Linked DNA regions of Mus musculus: all the other regions are linked to region 2. The links are chromatin contacts, called in public Hi-C maps. All regions are on one chromosome and are shown on one strand. The core of a region is the stretch at or near the end of the contact, and the rest is flanking DNA. Distances in the headings are between cores, read along the strand shown. Region 1 has its middle 97 kb from the start of Gm45941. Region 2 has its middle 64 kb from the start of Cmpk2. Region 3 has its middle 32 kb from the start of Gm4166.

Region 1 (3,563 bases), core at 958-3,457, 1.3 Mb after region 2:
GCTCACATGTCTGGGTTCTAGTCTGGAAAGGCATCTTGGAAACTTGGAAGAGAAGGTGGGGGGTGGGGGGGTGGGGCTAGGCGGCGAGAGAGAAAGATGCAGCTAAGACAGTCATTCTGGTCAAAGCTCAATTTTACTATTCCGACACTCAGTTATGAAGGAGGGGGAGGGGCCCGCCAAATAATCTTGGAGTAAGGTTGCAGGTGAATATGTGATGGCTCCAGACCAGCTAGGAGGCAGGCAGTGGGAGTGGCAGGACGATGGGGCGGCAAGCTCCGCCCTGATGCTCTCTGATACTGAAACCTGAGCAAACAGGTTTCAGGCTGGGGAGGGGAGGTTACAGTCAGCAGTTAACCCTGGGAGTTTATATGGGAGACTTCCTGAAAGTAGCTGACAATGTCAATTGTGTATTTAATTTCGTAATTATTGGAGGAAACTTGTTTGCATATAACATACGACCTTATAGTGCCATCAGCCAATCACGACAGTGTCCTATAAGGACTGACCCCATACTCGCAACGTTTCCAACGAAACCTTAATTTTTATTTTGTATTTTTTACTTTGGGCATCCAAAACTGTATAATGAAAAATGTATTTTATCTTATGTGCATGTGTCTTTGTGTGAGTATGGCGGAGGTCATCAGATCCCCAGGAGCTGGGGTTGCTGATAGTTGTGAGGTCTTTACAGGAATGCTGGCAACCAAACTTCTGTCCTTTGCAAGAGCAACAAGTGCTCTTTCTCACCTGCCCAGCCCCTAAATTCCCCAAGCTTCAATAGTTTCATGTGGGAATTAACTGTCCACAGCATTTGACTGTGCAGATAAAGTAAAAGTTCAGTCCACCGGCTTTATATAAATTAAATTTCTAAATTCTGGTCTCAGCTGAGTTTGCTTTTGAAGAAGCCTTAAGTTCTCAGGTCTTATTCCCTAGCAGTGGACTACAAAGCTCCTTCGTGTAAGCCAGTTGCCGTGTTGACTGCCTTGTGTCTTTCTGGCTGGGGTCTGCCGGCCCCACACAAGGAATGGAGAGCAGGTCTTAAGCTCAGGAGGCACCTGAAAGTCAGGGGTCAGAGGTCAGGGGTCAGGGGTCAGAGACCTCGCTCTCAGTTTGTTCTACCCTAACTGCCACAAATTCACCTTCCACAGATTGCAAAAGCAACATCTTAAGACAGGTTAGTAGGGAGATCATTTCCCAGACGCTGGTAAAAGATTAAAGCAACTAGTTCATACAAGGCTGTGAGAGCATTCTTCCCTGGGCCAGTCATGAGTTATCCTGACCTCATCAGGGTCAGCATAGGTTGGCTCTGTAGGTTGAAAAGCGGGTCATTATCACTGATACTGATGTACTGCTTCTTATAGCTGTGCACTGTGAGCCAATACTCACATCAGGCTATATAGACACAACCACCTAATAATCTCAAGGCCATGTCTGATTTTCTCCTCAACCTTATCGGCCCCTAAAACCTTATACCAAGAAGCTAAGGAGAAACAACACCACTCCGGAGCCCCATCTCCTCACCCTACACCCCTGCAGCACATGTCCCTGAGAGTCTTCACTGATTTGAAATTCCCTCCTGTCATCCTGAGGGCAGAGCATCATTTGAACAACCCCAGGCATCCTGCTGGCTTAGAGCACCCTTCCTCTTCTGGCTCTTCTCAGCACCATTATCACAGGCCACACGAGGTGATGCTTGTTCATGCATATAGCTCACAATGGTCAGAGTCCTTCTGGCTTCTGGAGGTTCCATATAGTCTTCTGTATAGGGCAGTGCAGCTGCCTCACCATAGAAGGAGATATTATCCTTGAAACTCAAGGCTGAGCCAGTTTGAGGCTGATGGCTGTCACACTTTTTTAAAATCACACAGAAGGCTCCCTGGTGCTCAGTCTGGTAGGCAGTCATATTGGAGAGACATCACCATTCCACAGTGGCAGATCCAGGATATACTTAGTTTTAATTGTTTCTCTTGTTGTGACCTTGTGTCCTGTGAAGGATGAAGAAGACACGCATGGATGCATGGGCCTGAGATTTCCTAGACAGCCAGTCTGCCAGAGGTCATGTACCCTCAGCAGGCTCCGGAGATCCCCTGCTGGTGACTGGCACCATCTTGGCTGAAGCTAGCTGATCCCAGGAGGCCACACTTCCTCAGCTGACTCTGTGGGAGGACAGGAGGACTGAGGACAGAGGACGAAGGATAGTGTAGATCCTAGGCAGCAGGAATTGTTTCAGAAAAGGAGTTTGGTGGCCTAAATTAATGTCTGTGAGTGTGTTCTCTGAAAGTCAAAGGCAGGAAAGAGAGTAGGATTCAGGTATGGCCAGGATCAGGAGTGTGATAAGGGTCACTGGGAGGAAAGCAAAGCTGTTGTGGGCATCTACAAGGGCAAGCAACCCCACCCTACCCCCAGTTTACCACCTCTCTTCTTCAGCACTCGATCTGGCTGGTTCTGTGCATCTGGGCTTGTCTTGTGCTTTGAAGGACGAGAAGCAACATCGAGGCCTCCACCCACCAGGTGGCAGCAGCAAGCACTAATGTAGGTGACCAGACAGAAATAACACCAGTAACAACTGCCATTCTAGATGAGATGAGATGGCTTAGAGCATAGTAGCAAGATTGGCCTTTGTCAGAACCATGGCTTTAGAAATCAGATTTCTTTCTTCCACTTACACATTCCATTAGCCATCCTTTCTGAATTTTTAAATTAACAGTGGGTAGAAGCTGTAATACTAAGACAAGTCCAATCAGGGAAGGGCAGGGCATCTTGGTGCAACAGATTCAGACCTAAGCTCATAGCTATGGTAGAGCGGGCCCATACGGAGGCCGAGTGATGATCTTAAGAGATAAAGGAGTCAAGGCTCTGTCCTCAAGCTGGATCTCTCATCTGATCTCTGGATCAGAGAGGCCAGGTAAGTGGTAGAGCCATGGTTGTCTCCCATGCTAGAACTTCTGCCAGTCCAGTGGTGATTCTTTAGCAATGGTGCTCTTACACCTTCACCACCATCCAGCAAATACTGGAATCATTTTTCTTATTTAGATTCTGATGTTAGAAGGAGGCTTCTCTAGGAGAGTAAAGAACGCTGTATCCTGGTTGCTGTCCCCAGAGCATCCACTGCTTCAACCTTGTGTATCTTGGGAGGGACTGTAAGCCCCTGCTGGGAAGCAGTGCAATAAGTGGTATACCACATAGCTAAGAGTGGGACATAGTGTGACTTCAACACAGGCCATTTCATCTGCAGCCCTGTCCTGGGTGGAAAGCTAGAAGATCCTACAACATCTGCTGTGTTAGCTCCACCTGACCTAGCCTTCCTGTCTTCACCCGAGTGCTTCCTCTCACTTGTGCACCAAAAGACACATCTCTTCATAATACACAGAGTTGACATATATCCATGATGTGCCATTAAAGGGTTCTACAAGTACCTTGGATACAAGTCAGATCAACACAGTTCAACTCCTCACTTTACTGCATAGTTATCCCTTACTGTTCAGTTGCAAACAGGGCCTGCATCTTGTACAAATGAAAACTGTGTGGCTTGTTGTATCTATGATATTTTCTGTCATCTCTTCTGC
Region 2 (3,456 bases), core at 440-2,939:
AGGGCCTGATCCCTTCAGAAGTCCACAGTTTCTCTCAGAACTTCTTCAGCATCAAAATGGCACAAGGTGGCACATCACAGCCAGTGTGATGCTCTCAATCTCAGAATATAAAGCCCCAAAAACCTAGAGGACAAGACATGGGCAGGCTGCTCCTTTCCATTTGTTCGAGTTTGCTATTCTGTGGCTGTGACAAGCTCCATGACCAAAGGTCGTGGACCAAAGTCCACGATTGAGGAAGCCAAGCTGGAAACTCAAGGCAGGAACTGAGAGGCAGGGGAAGCACTGTTTGCTGGCCCACTCTCCCTCTGCCTAGCTTCCTTTTCTCTGTACCACAGGACCACCTTCCCAGGGTCCGTGTCATTCATAGTGATCTGGGCCCTTCTACATCAATCAATAAAATGCCCCCACAGACTTGCCTTATAGACCATCTGATGGAGTCAGTTCCTCAACTGAGAGCCTTGCAGGGCGTGTGACGGCAGTAAGCAAAGTCAGTCATTGCAGTGGGTGGGGACGAGAAAGACGATGACTTGATGACTTTAATGATCTGGATCTAATGTACTTTAGGTCATATTTCACATTCTTTCACAGAGTTGATGATTTTCAGCTCCTCCCCTCACGATGATTTTATATTAAGTTATTTAAAGTCTGCACCAAACGATGTTTTCTACAAGATGCCGTAGGGCAGTATTTAAAGGCTTCAAGTAACAGACTGGTTAAAATAAGCATTAACCATCCTTTTTGTTTATGTATGAGAAGTCCACTCTGTACTGCAGATGACTCAGAAAGAGGCAGGCCTTGGCTGGATTCCCTATCTGTAGGACGCTTTCTGCCTCCCAATCCGGGATGCATGTGAGTTTGGAAACCAGTGGATTCACTAGGAGTTTTTAAGCCCATGTAATGTGCTCACCTCACCAACATTCATGAGGCGTGAGGAGAAAAGGCTCCAGGAGGGGGTGAAGGGCTGGATTCTGCTTGAAGACAAAAGGGAATACCCAAGGAGAGAGGGGAGGGAAGGTTTCAAGATCATAGGCAGAGTCAGAACCTAGCCAGGCATAGGGCAAGTCACCGTTGGCTGTCACGTCAGCCTCCTTCTGGGTGACTGAAGACTGCAGATGGGAAATGGAAACCGTCCAGGTTATCAGGTGAGTGAGATCTATGTACAGGCAAGACTTTGACCTCACTGCCTAACTCCAAATATGATGATATTTCAGCCATTTTCCCTCAATACTGAGGGTTACAAGAGCTTGGGCTAATGTAATTTATGTTTCAACTAAACACTGAGACTGTAACTGGACAAACATCACACACACACACACACACACACACACACACACACACGCACACACACATTTGTATATACACATATTTATTTGAACTGATTAGTAAATTAAGTATGATTTAAAAGTATATTTAATTTTATTTTCCTTTGACATCCCCCCTTACCCTCCCCCCCCCCAGAGTAGCTGCTGGGGGTAGACCCCCAACATAACGAAAAACATTCCTCAATGTTCTGTGCACACTGCCTTTTATGGGCATGCTCAGGTTTCCAAGGCAAGGTGGCTTTGAATCAGTTGCAGGCCTCCTTTCATGTAGAAAACTGCTTAAAGATGTGATATTAGGGCCCAGGGAGACTGCAGAGAGAAGGGACAGTCATTTGCCAGTACTGTCCACTGGGTGGCACTGTTGCTCCACAGAGTGTCTCCATGGCGGGTCCCCAAGGACCAGGGCCAGGACCTACACAAAGGTAGGGAAGGTGTGTATGGTGAAGGGTTTATTAATGACTTTGCCTCCTCTGCGCAGCACTTTTGCGCATCTCCCCGGCCTCAGATCGTTCCTGGGCTCTCTCTGGACTGAGTGCCTGATTTGTTGTGGCCCAAACTGCTTTAGACAACAGCCAAGAAGGGCAGAGACTTCACGTGTGCACAGGCTGCAGTCCCGACGTCACTTAGAAGATTAAAAATAAATTGAAGCACATGTCACTTCAAAGGGGGCACAAAAAGGACATCGGCATGATTGGGCGCAGTAATGAGAAAGAGCTGTAGGTCCTTAGTTTGAACTGTACAGAAAAAAGGATTTTGAGGCTTATTCCCCACCCCTGTACTCCTTACATGAGAGTTAATATATTTTGATATTTAAGGCGCATTCGACACCATATGTGTGTGTGTGTGTGTGTGTGTGTGTGTGTGTGTATCTCCAATCTCTCTGTTTGGATTTGGACTCTGCCCTCGATCAGGGAGCCACATCAAGGAGCCAGGGAGACAAGAGTGTTCATCGGGGAAAGCCTGGGCCACACTGATGTACAAGCACAGAGCCCCTTGTCTGCAGAACCAACCCTACCGGTCCAGAAGGCTTTGTTGCCTACCTATCTATAATATCCATCCGGCTTGGTCTTTTGTCTCTAGGACCAGTCCCTGCAGCCTGGCCCCTCTCAGCCTGAGGTCCACGTTCACACATCAGGCATGTCTTGACTAATGGCGGCTGAGGCCCAATGACTCTCGTTTTTCATGAGTTGTCAGGAGTCTGAACACAGGGAGAGGGGGAGGGAGGGAGGGAAAAGAGGGAGGAGAAGGGGGAGGCGAGAGAAAAGGAAGGGGAGGTAGGAACGGGGAGACATAAAAAAGAGAGGAGGGAGGAGAGGAGGGGAGGGGAGGGAGGAGGGGAGGAGAGAGAGAGAAAAACAGGAGGGAGAGGAAGGAAGGAGAGGAGAAAGGGTTAGAGGTGAGATGAAACCTGAGTGGGGGTGGGGAGAGTGATAGAGGAGAGAGAGGAGGGGGAGGAGAGAGTGAGAAGGAGAGAAGAGAGAACACAGAGAGGGAGGTGGTGAGGAGAGAGAGACTGAGAGAGAGAGGTACTCAGAGGGAGAGGAGCATGGGCAGATGTCCTCATGAAAAATTTACAAGGAATAATCAGAGGTCCGTTCATTCCCTTTGGCGGGGAGGCCCCTAGGCTGTTTGCCCGGGCCACTGGGAGAAGGTGGGAAGAGCCCCCTCATTCTGCAGCAATCTGGCTCCGGTAGGGAAATGCCCCCATGCTTGGTGCACTTGGCCAATCCTCCCGAGACTGGCTTGTAAATGCAGTTCAGGCAAAATTGATGAAGTGTCAGTCATCTGAGGCTGGCAGTTTAGAGAGGTCACAGCTGCAAGGGGCTGCAGGGTCTCACAGAGATGGGACTGAGAAGAGTTAAAGGGAGAGCACACCCAGCAAGCAGGAAGCATTTATCTTCTCCTGACGGGCATTCTTCAAACATTTCTGTGCAGCTCTGACCTCCACCAGCTCTGGCCAGCCAGTGTGAGACTTCTGACTCCAGTTGTGCACTCTTACATTTTCCCTCGAAGGAGTCCAGACCCATCTCCTCACAGCCCCGGGACCCTCTGCTTAGGAAGGAAAGGGGGGACACTGCTGCTCCTAATTGAAACAAGCAGGCAGATCCTGATCAGTAATGGGGATTTCCCACTT
Region 3 (3,635 bases), core at 349-2,848, 1.0 Mb after region 2:
GTATCTAATTGTGTGTGTGTATGTTGTTTGTATATATATGTGCATATATGTGTGTGTGTGTGTGTGTGTGTGTGTGTGTTTGTATGTATGCATGTGCTTGTTCCAGACCCTAGCTGGGGAAGGAAACACAAATTAGACAGGAGAAAGCTCTGTGGAAGGAATGCTGGTGCAATTAAACCTCATTTGCTACAGGTCCATGTAAAAGCACAGTTGTTTTTCTGTGGTCACAGGGCCAAGGCTGCTTTTATTTGTCAAGAATTCTCACATTTCTTAAACCAATGGATCTTGAGTTTCTTTCCTGGAATTTCACAAAGCCCTGTTCTCGGTAACAAAGGGCACCCTTGGATTTTCAGGACATGCATCTCTATGTCACATGACTCAAAAACAGATTTCAAATTCATCAGGCTTGTTGGAAAATAGAATAAATAATATCACAGAACAAATCATGTCATACTTGCAAATCCAATGAGGTGCCAACAGGGGAGACGTTCATTTCGTTCAGTCAGGGAGGATGGGAGAGAATCACTCAGTCACCATACGCCCTTTCCACACTGTAAGCTCAGTTCTTAGCCATTTGTGGGCTCATCATAGCTGTGAGCCTGGTTCGACTTCACTGGCAAAGGCAGATGCCAAAACAAGTCATTTCCATGATTATTTTGGTTCAAGATTAAATCCTTTTGCAGGGAACACATTTATTTTATTTTTGGCCTTGGTCTCTATTCACCATATACATCAGAATAAAATGTCTATAGTGCATATTTATGAATACCAGGATTCTTACAAATACCACCCACATGATAATCTGATGTATTCTTATCCTGTTTGACTCCTTGTTGTTGTTGTTGTTGTTTTTGACCTTCCTTTTTATTTTTATTTGGGAATGCACAGCAAGCAACATGCAGATTACAAGTAACATGTAAGTAATGTCACATATTTTAAAGAAAAGACGTAAATTTTGCTCCTCCAACATTTTGATAAGAAAATATCTAGCTAGAAAAAATATCCAGTCTAAAATTCAAAAATGAAATGAACTGTGTGATGGTATATTGTATTTCATGGGCTTGTTTTGATCCATTAATCAGCCTCAGACCAGAAATTCTTCATGTCCATATTTCAATGCCAGTATTGGGTGAGTTGTGAAATTCCAGGCTGCAATGCTGAGTATGGTGCCTATTTCATTCTTATTAACTGAAATACTTTAAAAACCAAAGTGGTTAGACGTAATAATTTTATTAGTCGGTAATAGTTATTTTATTAACATTTTTCTCCAAGGAGTTCTCACCCCTGCCTGATGATGAGGGTTCTGCGATTTCAGACAGTATGATGGATGCTACTTTTCTATGACAAGAATTTTAACAGCCCTTCTTCAGCACTCAATGCACACCCAATTATGCATCTGAGCTGGTAACCTTGAATTTATGTTGCCATGGTGACAAACTGGTCATGCATTATGGATTATCATTGAAATTCTACACCCCTACCTAGCATAATGGGAGTTGGGGACTTAATCAAATCAGCCATTCTATGCGGCACACACTGAAGAACTACTCTTATTGTTCGGGGGCCAGGCAAGGAAGCAGGCCTGATGGGATGGCAGCTGCAGCACGGCAGCCTGATAGATGGCCCTTCTATACATCTGTGAACGTATAGACACATGGTGTTCAGTGCCTGCCATTTCCAGCTTAGGCAGCAGCTGGTCGGATAACCTCTGCTGTCTCACCTTGTTGTCACGGAGTGCTGAACAGAGACTGAGGCTGTGTGCAGGGATGTTGACACTGAATTTATATTGCATGGTAGAGAGGGGAGGATGGATGCAGACTTGGGGTAGGAGGGATGGCGCGGGGCTGGGAGGGGCAGGTGTTTGGATGGGCCAGGCTAAGGGTGGCCAGAGCCTGGGACTGAGCTAACGTCGGTTTCATTATACAAGAAAACAGACACATCAGTGGGGTGGGTTTTGCTTTGGACAAGCATGTTTGCTGCTTTTGCAGAGCTCAGAAATTCCAGACAGACCTGCCCTTCCTACATGGGCTAAGCATCTTCTGGTCCTGTAGGTAAGCATTATCATAGTCAGCTCTCTGCTTGTTACAAACAAATGAACAAACGACCTAACAACTTAAGGTCAAAGAAGCAAGTTCCTAACAGAGCAGTATGCAGCCTTTCTTCCAGGGATAAAGTAAGTGTGGACTAGTGACACACAGGCGCTTCCAGGGTTTTTATTTGTTTGTTTGATTTACTCTTTTTGGGGGAGGGGTCATGAATGGACTTACTAAATGATATTTCTACTATCAGTTGTCAAATGTATGCAGTGATTCAAATCGGCAGAGATTTTGAGCAGAATTTCAAGCTCTAGAAATCCCAGGATCTGTGTGAATGCTTGTCAATCAAAGATTGAACAATTCTAATTATGCTGTTCTTGTACCTGCCCCTTCCTCCTCAAGTCCATCTCATGTTTATCATCAAGGCCACTCAACACCTCTGGAAGCCCAGTCCCTGCATAAGCAAGTGTTCTAACTGTTTCTTTCCTGGGACATTTTCTATGCTCTTGATTATATCATCTTTTGTTTTTTTTCCTATTTATTTCCCACAACTTTTCAACCTTAACCCTGAAAATCAAACATTTGGTTCAGAAGGCTTCTTCATTTGTGCAGGCAGAGAGGCCTTTCATCAATATTTCATGAGACTTTGGATGTCTTTCCTAGTGCAGTGGGCCTTGCTCATTGCAGAATAAGCAAAATGTCTTCCGAGGAAATGTGTCTTGACCCAACAGATGAGAACAGCTCGGGAGAAACCAGTGCTCCTTTCAAGGTCATGCCTAGCTGACTAGGGAGCATCCCAGTGACGTCTTCAGACAGGAAAAAAAAATGATAAGAGCCAACCAGGTTTGTGGCCAGGAAGGAGCTGGCTCTTTAAGAGTCTTCAAATCAGGTCAATATTATACAGCTCCCAGGGACCCATGATTGACAGGGTTAGATGCATAGGAAAAAAATGTGCAAATTGAAGGATACATAAAATTTTTCTTTCTTTACTGTTCTCACAGGCTATCTCCACATCCACATGCAATAGAGATATTATTTTAGGATATAAAATGTTATTAAATGATACATTAAAAATAAAGTACATGCCATGAAATTGAGTATGTGAATGGGAAAGGCAGGTGGGAAGTATGCGGCTGTTAGGTGCCTTTGAGGGATCCTGCTTGTATCTTGCGGGTGCAGGGATGCTGTTTATTTCAGATGAGTGGAGAGCAATGTTCTCTGGAATTTTCTCTCTCCACAAATGCACAAGCAGCATTATTAATAGATTATCATAGAATCTGCTTTATTTCATTTCCTGTTTTTTCCTCTGAGGTTGCTCTTAGTGATTCGTTTGATTTCTTTCCTTCCAGAAGTGTACAGCAGAGCAGCATGCAAGCATCTGTCTAGCGCTTCCAGTTCTAAACGCGGGTTTTAAATTCCCTACGAAATGAAGCAAAGGACTCAGTCATTTTCATAAACATATAATGTCTTTAAAATGCACAAGATCAAAGGCAGCACTACCTGTTTTGTTAAAAAAAATAGCCATCAAATTGTTATCTTACCTCACAAAGGGTCTCTAAATAAGAATGTTAGTTATATTTTATGAAAAGTCTACCTCTA

The links. Hi-C and Micro-C count contacts between places; a contact is called where the count stands out from the background.
Region 1: a Hi-C map of the N1E-115 cell line shows a contact between it and region 2, with 4 times the contacts expected there. The contact joins two enhancer-like sites. A contact is called at or near these places in 8 of 484 Hi-C or Micro-C datasets (the N1E-115 cell line, adipose-derived mesenchymal stem cells, embryonic stem cells and 4 more) and 1 of 115 datasets of contacts at active chromatin or transcription factors (differentiating embryonic stem cells).
Region 3: a contact with region 2 is called in a Hi-C map of stem cell-derived motor neurons, with 4 times the contacts expected there. The contact joins two enhancer-like sites. A contact is called at or near these places in 4 of 484 Hi-C or Micro-C datasets (the N1E-115 cell line, cortical neurons, myocytes and 1 more), 2 of 115 datasets of contacts at active chromatin or transcription factors (differentiating embryonic stem cells and oligodendrocyte precursor cells) and 2 of 9 other capture datasets (embryonic tail and embryonic trunk).

Annotation. Positions count from the first base shown.
Region 1 is chr12:27,847,269-27,850,831 of GRCm38.p6, forward strand. No RefSeq gene overlaps it. Among named protein-coding and RNA genes, the nearest start is that of Gm45941, 97 kb to the right of the region's middle. Within about 2 kb of position 2,208, at least 4 of the 459 cell types and tissues checked have an H3K27ac peak or open chromatin away from gene starts, as enhancers often do. A contact at or near this core is called in the N1E-115 cell line, where this site is marked.
Region 2 is chr12:26,531,467-26,534,922 of GRCm38.p6, forward strand. No RefSeq gene overlaps it. Among named protein-coding and RNA genes, the nearest start is that of Cmpk2, 64 kb to the left of the region's middle. Within about 2 kb of position 1,690, at least 45 of the 459 cell types and tissues checked have an H3K27ac peak or open chromatin away from gene starts, as enhancers often do. A contact at or near this core is called in the N1E-115 cell line, cortical neurons and stem cell-derived motor neurons, where this site is marked.
Region 3 is chr12:27,564,628-27,568,262 of GRCm38.p6, forward strand. No RefSeq gene overlaps it. Among named protein-coding and RNA genes, the nearest start is that of Gm4166, 32 kb to the right of the region's middle. Within about 2 kb of position 1,599, at least 40 of the 459 cell types and tissues checked have an H3K27ac peak or open chromatin away from gene starts, as enhancers often do. A contact at or near this core is called in cortical neurons and stem cell-derived motor neurons, where this site is marked.